2 separate regions of the Mus musculus genome follow, and region 1 is linked to region 2. A link is a contact called in public HiChIP or PLAC-seq data. All regions are on one chromosome and are shown on one strand. The core of a region is the stretch at or near the end of the contact, and the rest is flanking DNA. Distances in the headings are between cores, read along the strand shown. Region 1 holds the start of Reep1 (receptor accessory protein 1). Region 2 overlaps Smyd1 (SET and MYND domain containing 1).

Evidence for each region. HiChIP or PLAC-seq counts read pairs in DNA pulled down with a chosen protein or histone mark.
Region 1: a contact with region 2 is called in an H3K4me3 HiChIP or PLAC-seq map of bone marrow-derived macrophages, with 5 times the contacts expected there. The contact joins the promoter of Reep1 here to the enhancer-like site in region 2. A contact is called at or near these places in 7 of 39 promoter capture datasets (the C10 cell line, the HPC-7 cell line, cranial neural crest and 4 more), 1 of 115 datasets of contacts at active chromatin or transcription factors (bone marrow-derived macrophages) and 1 of 9 other capture datasets (liver).

The regions. Positions count from the first base shown.
Region 1 is chr6:71,704,539-71,711,269 of GRCm38.p6, forward strand. It overlaps Reep1 (receptor accessory protein 1), which reads left to right and starts at 3,143. Exons shown (of 7, transcript NM_178608.4): 1 at 3,143-3,463. The coding sequence starts at 3,432.
Region 2 is chr6:71,218,270-71,225,863 of GRCm38.p6, forward strand. It overlaps Smyd1 (SET and MYND domain containing 1), which reads right to left. Exons shown (of 10, transcript NM_001160127.1): 6 at 7,063-7,252; 7 at 2,659-2,751; 8 at 989-1,152. Among named protein-coding and RNA genes, the nearest start is that of Fabp1, 22 kb to the left of the region's middle. Within about 2 kb of position 6,287, at least 23 of the 459 cell types and tissues checked have an H3K27ac peak or open chromatin away from gene starts, as enhancers often do. A contact at or near this core is called in the HPC-7 cell line and bone marrow-derived macrophages, where this site is marked.

The DNA of each region.
Region 1 (6,731 bases), core at 1,893-4,392, 480 kb after region 2:
TCTCGGTTCTCTCTCCTGCTTATCACTCAGCCTTGCTCTACGGAACAAGATCTCCTGACTGTTGAAGAAAGCCTGGGTGGTTCCACTCAGCTTCTAGCCTATTCCTCCAGACTCAAGAGTTCCCTTTTAGTAATGGAAATGTCCAGTGGAGCACAATAATCAAACCCATGTTTTCCATTTACCTGCAAAGCTTACCCATCACGCATGCCCAAGAAGGAAACAGCATGGGGCAGCACTCCACTGTCTTCCTCAGGATACCTCCTCAAACCATAGTTTTTGAGAATTTAAACTTTTTTCCCAACACAGAGGATTGAACTCCAGGCCTTGCACATAGTAGGCAAGCCTGCTACTGAGCTATCCCAGCCTTTCCTCCTAAGTGTGCTGTTGTTTTCCTAAGGGTCTCACTAAGTAGACCAGGTTGGCCTTGAGCTCTCTCAGTAGCCCAAGCCAGCCTCATCCTTGCAAGCCTCCTTTCTCAGCCTCTTCAACAGCTGGAACTATAGGCCTAGGCCTGTGCTCCCAAGGCCCTGGGGAGCTGCACTAGTGCATCCCTCTACCCCTCAAAATGGCTGATAGGTCTCCTGGTCTCATTAGTGTGTGTGGTGGAAGAACATGGAGAGAAGCGTGGGGAGGACTCAGAAGATCCTCCTTGCTTGGTTGTCTTGTTGTGGTTTTGGAATATGTATGATGTGTATATGGTGTGTATGTGTATGGTATGGTGTGTATGGAGTGTGTGTGTGTGTGTGTTACGTATATGTACTTCTATGTGTATGGTGTGTAAATCAGAGTTAAACCTCAGCTGTCTTTCTCTTCACCATTCACCATGTTTGGGGCACAGGGCCTCTCACTGGCCTAGAGCACACCAAGTAGTCTAGGCTCTGCTTGTCCAGCAAGCCCCAGGGATCCATTCTTTGACCTCTGTCTCTGGATTACAAGTTTTTATTTGTAACCCAGCTTCTAGGGATCAAACTTAAGACCTGTGCTTGCAAGGCAGGTATTTCAGCGACTGAACATTGCACAGTCCTTGCTGGTTTTTAAAATTTTTGTTCATTTTATTGTTCTTATTATTATTACGGATGTACACTGCGGTACCAAGCTTGTCTGTGGTGTTTTGTTATTTGAGATACAATCTCACATTTGTAGTCTAGGCTGGCCTCAGACTCATGACCCTGCCCCTTCCTCAACCTCCCAAGTTCTGGTATTACAGGCATCTATCACCGTGCCTGGCTTGGCCTTAGGGTATCACTGTCTGGTAAGTTTTCCAAGCTTTTCTCTGTTTAATTTTATAATCTCTAGTAAAGTATGGTGAGGCCAGACAATTAAGACAGAACTTGGAAAGAATTCAGGTTTATTTTACTTGTTTTCATCCCTAGAGAGAGCACAAACCATGTAGGCCGCTCAGCTGAGCTTACCACAAGGCAGCAGGAAAGAGGGAGCCATAACAAGGGAGTACTAGGAAGGCAAGGCCAGGCAGGTTTATGATTTCCTAATCTGAGTAACTTCAGTGGGCACTGGAACACAGAAGCATCTCTGGCAGCCTCCCACATAGGTGTATTGTGGCCTGCGGTATGAGGGTTCTATAGAGGAAGTGGTTTGGAACATGAGATTCAATAGCTGCCCAAAAGCGAAATGACCAACCTCCAAATGCTTCAACATTACATTAACCCCCTCTATATCACAAGTAGTTTATGGGTTTTTTTTTGAGACAAAGAAGACATACAGACAAAGAGAAATGAAAGAAGACAACTCTCTCATAGCCCCTTAATTGTCAGAAAGTATTTTCTATCTGTATGTTCATACACTTAAGGGGGGTGAGGGAGAGAGACTGAGACAGACTTGGAATCATGTAGTCCAGGCTGGCCTTGAACTCCCAAGTAGCCATGAATGACTTTGAACTCGCCTTCCTGTCTCCTCCTCCTGAGGGTGAGTGTTACAGGGTCAATTACCACGCCTGGGATTTGGAATGAGGGGGTTGGGATGGCCTTAGGATACTAGCCTGGGCTCCTGTTTCTACCTCCCAAGAATTGGAGTCATAGGCACATGTCACCGTGCATATTCTATCATATTTGAAGGCACTGCCAAAGTCCAAAGTCACCTTGCCTCTGCAAGAAGCCTCATTGGGCAGAGCTCCTTTAGAAAAAGCTATAAACTAGGTCTCTACAGAATTTCTCACACTGGGCACTGAATTTTACACAACTGAATATCTGCAAAGAAGAGCAGGTCACTGGAACCTAAACTACTGGAGGGAGGGAGGGAGCAGCAGAGCCCAGGGATAAAAAGGACAAAGGCTTTCAAGTGCTATTGAAGTTGGTTCAGGTCCATCCTCAGGATGAGCAAAGCAAGTCACAAAGCCTGGCTGCAAAATTTAAAGGGACACCATAAAATTCCGTGATCAAGACAAATCCTATATGATGCAATATTTTAAAAATGCATTGACGTGTTGATACTGAACGCGGTTTCCATTTTGCCCAAGATGCCACATGGCTCTGTTAACACTGCTGGGTCATGATGTATGATGCCCTTCGGCTCTCATAGCCCTCCGAGCTGAGGCTGGAGGACGAATCAAAGACAGAAGTGAATGTATGGACAGGGAATGTCTGAGGTGTGGGTCTGTGAGACCGCTCCCCTAGTGCTTGCCGCCATGGCTGATGATGGCCCGAGCTATCACCGGGACAACTGCATTGAACTGACTCCTGCATGTTGACCTCTGACGTGTGTGTGTGTGTGTGTGTGTGTGTGTGTGTGTGTGTGTGAGAGAGAGAGAGAGAGAGAGAGAGAGAGAGAGAGAGAGAGAGAGAGAGAGCTGCAGTAGAAACAACTGAAGGGACACGCGGTGACTGGTGATGGGGTTGCAGTCAAAGAGATCGAGTTGGGACACTAGAGCTGTCAGTAGGCAGACACTTGCTGAGATGTTGACTTATGGGATGCTAGTTGAAGGCTTCAGGTTTCTCCTGAGGCTAGCGTATTATCTAAGTGAAGAATGACAGAACCTCGTCTAGACAGGTGTAGGCAGGATTTCAAAGTCCAGATTCAGACCTCAGTTTCCCCACTTCACCTAGTGAAGGTGAGGCAGCCCTCCCTGGGGGTTCGGAGGCCCAGTGCACTGAGCCACCGCACCACACGGTTTCACAAGGAGGGCGGAGGAGGACCCGCCCTGGCTGCAGCTCTGGGGCTGGGACGATCGGAGCAGGGGCGGGTCGCGCTGGTGCCCTCACCGCTAGCCGCCCAATCGCCGTGGGCCCGCGGAGCCCCTGGGGGCTGGGGCAGCGGGCGGAACGTGCCGCGGCTGCGCCAACGCGCGAGCGCGGGGCCGGACCGGGCGGGTGCGCTCAGTCTGGCGGCAGCGGCGGTGCACAGACAGACAGACGTGCCGGGAGCGCAGCACCGCCCGCAGCCCAGCAATCCGGGCCGCGCCAGCCCGCCCGCCCGCCATGGTGTCGTGGATCATCTCCAGGCTGGTGGTGTAAGTGGCCTCTTCTCCTGTGTCCCTTCTTCCCTTCCCTCCCGATCCCCATGTCCCCTTAGGGCCGCGCGCCCCTGCGAACCACCAGCCCCGGGTCGCTAGCTATTAATACCCGGCGGTCGCTAAATTTAGCAGGTACAGTAGCTGCCTGGGGACGCGGGCAGCGCGAGGCGGCGTAGGACGCGCGACGCTACAGACCCATGGGTAGCCGCGGGCGCAGGCGGCGCCTTGCAGGGAGACCGGGGCGTGGGTCCCCGCACGATGGTGGAGTTGCCGGGGCTGGGCAATGGGTCTCGCCTTCTCTCTGTTGCTTTGTTCCATTCCGGGTGGGGCGGATTTGCAGAGGCCCCGAGTGGGTGCTCCACGCGTTCTCTCTCCTTTGGAAGAAAATGCCTTGGGCTCGCCTGCCGCCGCGCTTTGTCGGGTGAAAATGACATACAGTCCAGACAAGCCAGGGGCGCTGCCTGAAGGGGTCATCGCGGAGATGAGTAGCCAGATGGAGGTGGGGCACTCAATGAAGTGGGAAAATACTCCTTTTTAGGTTTTTCAAATAGACAGAGGCAAAGGCAGGTGGCAAGTACATTAGTGTGCATCTTGGAGTAGATGTCTTCCTTCCTCTTGCCTGCTCTCCTTTGCAGGGGTTTGAGAGACAGGGGCAGGCATCTCTAGGAATGCACAGGGAAATTTCCGAGTGACAGACAGCACCCCTTCCCCCCACCCCCCAAGGGCGGTGGCAGTGATACCTCCCAGGCGGTGCAGGAGAGCAGAGTCATCTGGGGTGAGGCCTGTATGAAGTCCTTGGGGGATGTGTGATGGGGACTTTTGTTTTATTTCCAATATTGCCTCTCACCTTTCTTACCTGGATCTGGAAGATTGATTTAGCACCTGCTTAGGGGACCTGGGACTGAAATGGGTCTGGGGGTGGGGGGGCTTGGATGAGGAACACGTGCCCAGCATTTTCTTTGTCTAAGAAAGAGGGGCTATTAACTCCCTTTGACAGTGCAGGGCACACACATCTCTTTTCTCCTCTTCTGAACTGATTTGCAAAGCCATCCAGGAGAGCCGTCTTTAAAGTCCTGGCCATTGTCTCCCAGGCATCATTCTGCCCATTGCTCCCAAAGCCCATCAAGTTACTCCACAAGGGTCTCTCCAACAGCTGTTGTCAGCTGCTGGGGGTTTGTTTTGTACCTTCAGGTGGCATGTGAAATATTTCGATTTCTGTGGCATGGCTGGCATCAATAATAGGGAAGCCACCGGCATGCCTTGCCACGCCTCACGCCTGACTAAAGCTTGTCTTCTCTGCAGTGTCAGTTTCTTTCCTGGGGTCTTTGGATTTGCTAGTGACCCCTGGAGGACCTCAGGGCGGGGCCATGGAGCACTTGCTTGCCTGGTGGGCTTTCTCTGTAAGTCCTCAACCAGGATCATGCAACCATTCTGGTTTTCTTGTCATCTCCCACATAGGGGGTAACTGAAAGGGGGGACTAAGATGTGGGATGTGGGAGGGGCTGCAACAGTGTGTTGGTATCTTCTGAAGCAACCACACCTTGAAGAACTAAGACTTCGGATGACGTAAATGACCAAGAGAATTGCTCCCGGTCTACAACTACCCTCTGGCACCAGAGGTTGGTGGGATTTGAAGCACCTTTAAAAGATCAAGGATTCTTCCTACCCTGTTCCTAATTCACAACTAAACCCAACATGAATTATTAACACCAGTTTTAATCACATTTCTATTTCATATTAACAATGCCTGTTATATAGTATTAGCTGGTGTAAATAGACCAAAATCCAGCTACATCTCTGCTGCAGAAGGAAATGTCATTGTAAAATAGGGGAGTTATAGTCTTAAGAATATTACTTATTCTTATATATGTGTTTTGATTCAGCTCAATATTCTACATAGGTAAAGGGACATTTTATGGTGCAGTGCCAAGGCACGGGACTGGGAGATTGTGTTTGGAACCAAGAAAATAAATGGTTCAAAATCCAAATCTGCCTCTTGCCAGCAGATCCTAGTTCATAGCCCTGATTACAACAGATCTCAGTTCCCAAGCTAGTTCACTGCACATTACTGTTGCAGAGGTTTCGATCACACGTGACATGTGGATTCCCAAGCACTGTGGCGAACATAAATCAATGGTGATCCCACCGATCCTCAGGGTACACTGCAAAAGGATGTAAGCACTGCAAGAGGACGGACAGCTTCCTCTTATTTTATACATTGAGGTTCTAGATGAAACAAAATTTGGACAACATATAGGTTTACTACTAATAAAAAAAAATCACTAATCCAGTCCTCTACCCTCATCTATAAAACTGCAGAGGGAATGACCCTTGACCAAGGTCAAAAGACTAGAAGAAACTGAGTTCAGGATGTTCAGACTGGTGGATCCATAGCCAAAGGCCCCTGATGGTTATGCTGAGGCTATCCCTTTAAGACCCCCCCTTAGCCCTCTGGTCTGAACTTGTGCTACAATTTTGTTCATAAATCCCATTTCCTTCCTGTGAGTAGTCATTTTAAGGTTCTGTAACTACATCAAAGAATATTTAAGGAAGACCGATCACTGTGTTTGAGGATGCGGAGGGAGTGTCTTCCTGTCTTTATGGTCCCAGTCATCCAACTGGGACAAGCTGCTGCTGCTGCTGCTGTCCTTTCTGCCGCTGGCCATAAGTGTTGTGAGGGCTGATTTCCTCCACAACTCCTTGTCCCCTCCAAAGGCAACGGCTCCTGCCTCTCCGCCGTTTCCATCCCCGACCTCCCACTTTAATTTAAGTACCTGGCTTCTAGGCCCACTTAGCAAACATTGATTTTGGGGATGGAACCCAGAGGCGCTAGGTACAAGGAAAGAGCCTGGTCAGGGCTGCCCTGTGATGATGGGTGTCTCTGGGCATTAGGGCAGCTTGTATCCAGTGGACACAATGAGTGGGCATTGGTTTGACAAATTTCCTTCTGGTCGCCCATGTTCCTCCTGACTTCCTGGGTTCACTTAGAGAGAACTTACCAGAGTCAGTGTAGCAGCAAGGTGGACCTTGTTGGACTGAACCTGCTTAGTGTCTTCATGGGCATGGAGAGCACTTACAATATGCCTGCTTGCCTCTTTATTCGTTCTTAAACAGGGCCTTATGTGGCGAGGCTGGACTCAAAACTCTGTGCACACTAGGCAAGCACTGTACTACCTGAGCCAATCCACAGCTCTCGCCTCTTTTCAAACATGTAGTTTTCTTTACAAATAGCTCAAGACCTAAACATGAATGAAGTTCATACTGG
Region 2 (7,594 bases), core at 5,037-7,536:
TTTTGTGATTTGTATCCTCTGATAATTCGTTGTTATATAAGTCTGAAGCTCAACCAGAACATTACATTCAGATTCAACACATCTTTCGTGTATCTGTCTGTCATTTTCATCCAAACTCTTTGTCCATCTGCCTAAGAAATCCCGTTCTTCACAGACCAGGGACCCAGATTGTCTGTGGCACCTGGGGCTGCACTCATTTCTTCTCCTAGCAGGGCTCCTTCCTAGCATGCTTACAGTTTACCTGCATTTTTAATGAGCAGCATCCTCTAAAGAAAAGCCTTCTCATGACAACTTACTCATCTGACCAGAAACACAAATTTCTATGATAATATGAACATAAACAGTAAGAGAGAACATTGGTGGAAGGGAATAAGAAAGCAACATATTATAATTTATAAGCAAGAATGGCCTCTCTCATCATAGTAGAGCTGCGGAAACTTATGCACATGTTTTATTTATATATATACATACACACATATGTACACACATATACATACATATATATATATATATATATATATATATATATATATCACATGTATACTCATATAAAGATATACAAAGTGTAAATACATTGCTATGGTTTGGATAAGTGCCAAAGGCCAAGACCTATGAGTTACAGATTGGTCATAGGTTATTAAAGGGAAAAAAAAAAACTTTCCAAGCACTTAAAATCAAGCTTCTTTTAGGAAAATCAAAGGTAAAAGACATGGCTCAAGTGACAAGTAAGGAATGTGTACACAAATAAACCAGAGATGACAACTAGGTTTCACCTGAGGACCAGGTCCGACATCATTATTTGATCATTATTACTTGGAACAACATGATAAAAAGGTTCATTTGTAAGGAGAAGCCTGACCATGACCATGGCCTGTGGCTGATGCCGTTTGTGGGTATAAGAGGAACAGTCAAATGTGTGCCATCTCTTTGGCATCCCTGGAACAGAGGATGTCCGGGAGACTACCTGAGACTCAGGACCATCACTTACATGTAGCCATCAACCATCCTCCTGGCATAATGTGAGGCCTCCTCATAGGCCTGGAGGTAGGAGAGGACCTCTGATGCAATGCTGAGCAGCCGAAGCACGTAGAGGTTGGTGTCGGCGAACACTGGCTCCTGCTTCTCCAGGCACTCCCGACACAGCTTCACAACCTGGAGGGAGACACAGCTTCATTCATCATTACAGTACCAGAGTATGTCTTAACCGACACGTGGAACATCAAGACAACACTAGACTCACTCTTTGAAACCTGGTGGAAAAATTAAAACAAACTTTGTGGTTTGAACTAACAAAATGGTCTGCGTGGCTAAGATATAGGCATGGGAAAGGATAGAGTCGGGACATAAAGATGACACAACAAAGAGAGGAGTTTTCAGTCAGTAGACAGCAGAGCTATGGAAACTATATATGCATGCATGTGTGTATATCTCTCTATATATGCTCTCTCTGTATATATATAATATGTATATATACATATAATATATATAGTATGTATATGCGCATATGTGTGTGTGAATATATGCAAAGTAAATGTACTGAGATTGTTTGGGTAAGTGCCCACCCTAAGGCTTAGTCATCAGCCTGTGATGTTCTTGGGGGACAGAAGTGAAGAGGGTAGAACAGAGGAATGGAGTCCGGGGACTGACACCCCTCCACCCTTGCTGTGGCTCCTAACACATGCCTTTTTCATAGATTCCCTACCATGCAGAACACTTAGTTTTCATGGCTTCCTCCCATCTGACAGGACTCAGGGGCTAAGGAGACTGCCTTACACTGGGCACCATAGTAAGGGCTCATACATAGTAAAGGAGAAGGAGGAAAAGAAGGGAAATGAAGCAGGCATGAAGTAAAATTAACTACTATACTAACACACCCTAGTGGCAGCCACACCTGGCTCATCCAAGCTGCACAGCGAGCTTGGGGGAAGGCACTGACTCACGGTGCTTCTGTTCTATTTCAGTGATAGATCCCAGCTCAGAGGGCAAGACACAAGAATAAACTTCCAACATGTCACTGCGATTAACTTGTCAGGTATGATGGTATATGCTGTCATTCCCATACTCAGGAAGATAGAGAGTTGAAGGCCAGTCTCTATTACACACAAAGACCTTGTTTCCAAAAACCAACCCAGCATTAGCTCTGCCGACCACTTGGCTGCACACTGAAAACCTGTGGAGGCTGCAAAACCTTGATGCCTAGATTCCTCTAGCAGAGACTTTTAGAGAAATTGTCCTGGTTGGGGGAGGGCATGAGGCGTTTACACAGGTGATTATAGTATACAGCCAGAGGAGCCAACGTTGAATGCCCAGTGTGCAGCGACAGGGTGTAAGAGGCTTATACTCAGTGATGCAAAGGCAGGCAGGCCACTCTCAGTGTCCACTCTTCCATTTCTGATGACTCACGAGCTGTCACGGGCATCTCCCCAATCCCTAACTCAGGGCCCGGCAGCTTCTGCTCTCCTGGGCCAGATCTCGTTGGGTTCGGCGGGCATTGAGAATATGTCCTTAGTGGGTGCTAAGATGGAAGGGCATGAAGAGAAACAGCCTTCCAGGAGTGCAACTTGTTCAGTGGTCTCCCTTTTCTCTTCACATACCTCCCTCCCTCCCTCCCTCTCCATCCTCTTCCCCATCACTGTCTTCTGTTAAAAGTGCTCTCACCTCGTGATACAAACCCTCGGAGCGAGCCTTGTCTATTTTTTCCAGTGTATCCTTTGAGAATTGTATCATCTCCTTCACCACTTCCTGGGAGGGCTGGGAAAGAGAGGGACATCCAGTTTGAGATCACCTCATGGGGCGGCCCATTCTATCTCTGAGTACCAGAAGGCTGGGAATGTAATTCCATGGAAGAGCACTTGCCTTGCATGCATAATGCCCAAGGTTCAATCCCATCACTACCAGAAAAGAAAGAAAGAAAAGTTAACTCTCTTCGAGTATCTGCCATCTTGGACATTCACTGTAATACAGGGTCAGAGCCCTCTGAATTCCGAATGTCTCATTTCTCCAAGTGTGCTAAAGACCCCTTGTCTTTGCCAACTGCTTCTTTGTGCTTCTTTTGCTCACTTTCTTAATTTAGAGTCTTTTGGTTTTTGAGGATTTTACACATGAGAACTGAATCCACATTATTTCTATCCCTTTTTTTTCTACTTCAATCTCTCCCATGTTCCCCCATTCCCTCTCAATGCTCCTCACACATATGCCCACATACACTTGTGCACACACACACATACGGTAAGGATGACCACTTGACTCGAATAACTTACCAGGAAGCTCACCCCTGGAGAAAATGGATGCTCCCTCTCTCAGCAGCCATTGACTATCCGTAGCTTTTCACTTAGGGGTGGGGCCTTGTAAGAGCTTCTCTGTCTATACAGGTTGCATGGACTATTGCTCTTATTCAGATTTTGCTTAGGCAACCACTTCGTTGAGGTTTAATGGGCGTGGTTTTCCTGTTGTGTCTAGAAGATACTATCTCACAGCAGGCATCCTGGTCCTTTGGCTCTTAGAATCTTTCTGCTCCCCTTTCTGTAATTTTCCCTGAGCCTTGGGTGTAGGGGCTGCATTGTGGGTCTATCAGTTGGAGTTGGTCACTTTATGGTCACTTGTCCTGTGCAATTTGACCAGTTGTGGATCTCTGTCATAGACTGGGCAAAAAGAAGCATCTTTGATGAGGAGTGAGAACCACACTTATCTAGGAATAAAAGCATCAGTATTTAGAATACAGCTAGAAATTACATTGGTTTAGAAAAGTCGTAGGCTCTCTGCTGGGCTCCATGGCCTCCCCAGCAATGGGTAGGTATTTTTACAGTGCATGAATTCTGACTGTGCTTGGACCTTACGTCCAATTAAACATCTGTCGTTTACTGCCAAGATGAAGTTGTCACTATCGCATCATTAAGGATCTCTTGCCAGCCAGTCATCACTGTGGCTTTTAGGCTTTCATGTGGGTTCTTCTACCAGTTAGTTCTTCCTTGCAAGGTTGCATAGCACCTTCCAATACTCTGAGAGCCAGTCCTCAGGAAAGAAGCCCATCGTTCCTCCAAGTCCTGTCTCTGGTGTGGGATGTCTTCGGCAAGAGGGTCTTGCCTTCAAGCGCTGGGAGCTAACCAAGGGCAATGGTAGTAGCCTATTGTTTCTGGAGTCTCCTTAGACATCACTGATCAACAAATGAAAGGGAGGTTTCCTGTATCTAGCACTGGAGGTTTTGTTAGACGGTCTACAGGGTTTTTTTGTTTTGTTTGTTTATTTTTTGAGGGGGGAGCATTATCTGTTTTTATTCTCATTTTAAACTTTGGTTTTGAGACAGGGTCTCTCTATTGTGTAGCCCAGGGTGTTCTGGAACTCACTATGTAGACCAAGCTGGCCTCAAACTCATAGAAATCAACCTACTTTATTTTCCTGAAATTAAATGCCCCGCCACACCCAGCCAATAAATGTAATTTAAATGTTTTAAAATAGAAAGCCCAACTTGGTGTCTAGAAAAATACTAGAAAGATTTTCCTTTGAATCTAGTTAGGTTCAAGAAGAAACCATCAATCTTTTCTCAGAGACATGTCAACCTGAGAGACATCAGCACATTATCACCACTGGCAATTTATCTACAGTGATGGAGTAGGACCTCAGACCACCATCACCTTCTGAACTGCAGAAACCCATCCAAAATATATAAAGACTTAAACTACTATGTATTGTAGAATTTTGAAAGGTATACAGAGGATCTTGTCTACTTACCAAACCAAACCAAACAAAACAAAACAAAACAAGAAACAAAAAACAAAACAAAACAAAAAACACACAACACAACAAAACAAAACACCCTAAAAAACAATAGTAACAGTATATAAGTCCTTTGATTCTGAAGGGGGAAAAAAGAGGTTGTTCCTGTTAAAAACATAATCCTTGACCCAAACTATTTTATTTCCTGTTTAGGAGGATGAATTAAATGTCTCTACCCCGTGCTCCAATGACCAACTGGTCACAGCTTGCTTCTGTTTCTTTCTGCAAGGATATTGGCTATTCTTGCATGTCAAAGTGTGTGTGCATGTCTTTTAAGTTTCACAACACGATAAGAAGACATGTTGTTATGAATCGAGTGCCACTCTCTCAAAATCATATGTTGAGATCCTAAGCCCAAAGATCTCAGAATGCAGTCTGACTTGCAAGTAGCATCCTTGCAGATACAATGACCTAAGATGAGTCATGGTGAATGAAGTAGGGTTGATCGCTAGCCCCACACAACTGGTGACCTCATTTAAAAAAAGAGGACCAACAAGCAAAGGGGAAGATGACGCAAAGAGGAAACTCTGGGGGAAGACAATTCTTCTACAAGCTCAGGAGAAACAGCCAGAATAGATCCTTCCCAAATGGCCTGATGATGGATGGCTGGTATGCCTCTGACTTTCAGAACTGTAAGACCGGTGACACTAAGGTTTAAACTGCCCAGTTTGGGGCATCTGCTATAGCATCTCAAGCAATCTAATATATGCACATAGCATCTTTGGGCCCCTTAACTTGGTTTCCTTGAGGAACAGATCCACTGCAGCACTGCATACAGATACCTGCTTCATTCATAGGAATGGCTTAGGGCATTATTTTCTATTTAAATATTTCCCTGTGTATTGACTTGAGGGTATTTTTTTCCTCTCACTACTTTATTGTTCTTAATAGCACCAGTACAGTCTATCTTTATCTGTGTATCTTATAGCAAACATGTATGTGTCTCTTCTGGGTAGACTCTTAGAAGTAGAACTTCTTGGTGAAGAGGCAGGCGGATTTCTGAGTTCAAGGCCAGCCTGGCCTACAGAGTGAGTTCCAGGACAGCCAGGGCTACACAGAGAAACCCTGTCTCGAAAAACCAAAAAAAAAAAAAAAAAACCAAAAAAAAAAAAAAAGTAAAGAAAAGAAAGAAAAAAAAAGGAAAGGAAAGAAAAGAAAAGAAGAGGAAAGAGAAGAAAAGAATACAAATAAGTTCCTGGCCAGAACATTGTGTAGAGCAGCCCAGGGATGAGAGAGCAAGATGCACTGGGGTGTGGAGGATGTTGTCTCAACATGAGTGAGCACATACACCAGTAGGTAATGGAGCCATGAGACAGATCATATGACTGGAACCCTGGAATCCACCCAGCCCCTCTGTTCTGACTAGGAACATATTTCCTCCCACACACAGGATTCAGAGCGGGGTTATAAGTTCATGTGTGTGTACTCACAGCCACTAGTGGAGTAGCAGTTATAGAGAATCATCTAGCTAACTTCTTGCATACCTCTACTGAGACCTCATTACTGAGGAAGAGAGGAAGCCTTGAAGACTTCCCCTTCCATTTTTAACACTATGATGTGATAGCCAATTATTTTGTACCCTGAGATTTCTGCCCCTTGACAGAATGACAGATTGTTTCCTCTACTCATACATTCAGAAAATGGCCTGAGCCTTTTGACAGAGTTCTCCCAACACTGAGAACAGTGGCCCCATGTCTGTACTAACCCACCCTCCACCCCTGTGTGCTCCAAGGGAGGAAACGGAATTGGCATCTTGTCTCGTTTCTGCTTCTTGTTTATACTGCTATGTAAGTGTTGGATATTTCACTTGAATTTTTGGCATGTGGCTTTAACTGGCTACTTTGTCTCCTGACAGCTCAGGTCTCTCCCAGCTCAGCTGAGCTCCTGGCATCCCCTTGGCAAGCCTGCCCCATCTCCATAGTACCTATCTCAACACAAGGAAATCCATAGCAATCCCTTTGCCCATTGGATTTTGATCTGAAGTTCTCCACATTAATTAACCTGCACAGGCTCTGCACAGGCTGAGGGGTAAGGAACTGGATCCTGCTGAGTGCCCTGTGCCAAGCCTTTTGTGCAGGTCATCTTGCCCAATGTTCATAATAACCATGTAGTCAGGTCGTTGTTATCCTTTCACAGGGAAGACTGGCTTCTTCAGACATCCCCAGGTCAGCTGGGACCTGCCTGCCCCGCTCTTCTCTCCATCCCACGCCACCCCTCAAGGCTATACATGCCACCCTTGCCCAGCTGCTGGGAAGGCAGCCTCGGACCCTGAAGCAGGGTGGTGTGTACCTTGGGGTCTTCCTTCGCTGCCAGGAAGAGGTCGTCCTTCAGCCCCTTCTGGCAGTGCTCACAGGAGCAGTCAAAGTAGTACTGTTTCTTCAGCTGCCGCCTGCGCTCCTCACTGAGGTGCAGGAAGTCTATGTAGGACACAGTCAGCTCCTCGCCTTCTGAGATCTTGCCCAGGGCCCGGAGCTCAATCCTGAAGCAAGACAAGAAAGTCAACAGAACCCCCGGCCGATTAGCATTCTCCAGGGCTTCCAGCAAGCCGGCTTCAATGGCAACAGCCTCCACTAAGGCGCTGAGAAAATGCCTACTTCCTCCAGAAAGGTCACAACCTAAAAGCAGAGCTATCACTCTCATCCAGTGTCACATCTGCTCCATTCAGTTAACTTTTCTGGAACTGGTTCAGATAGAACCAGATAGACCAGATAGAACCTGATCCTATAAAGGACCAGGCTTGGTCTTAAAGCCCTATACAGCGACTATGCCCAAGGTTTAATACACTCATCTACTGATCAGCTGTCACAGGATAGGAATAATA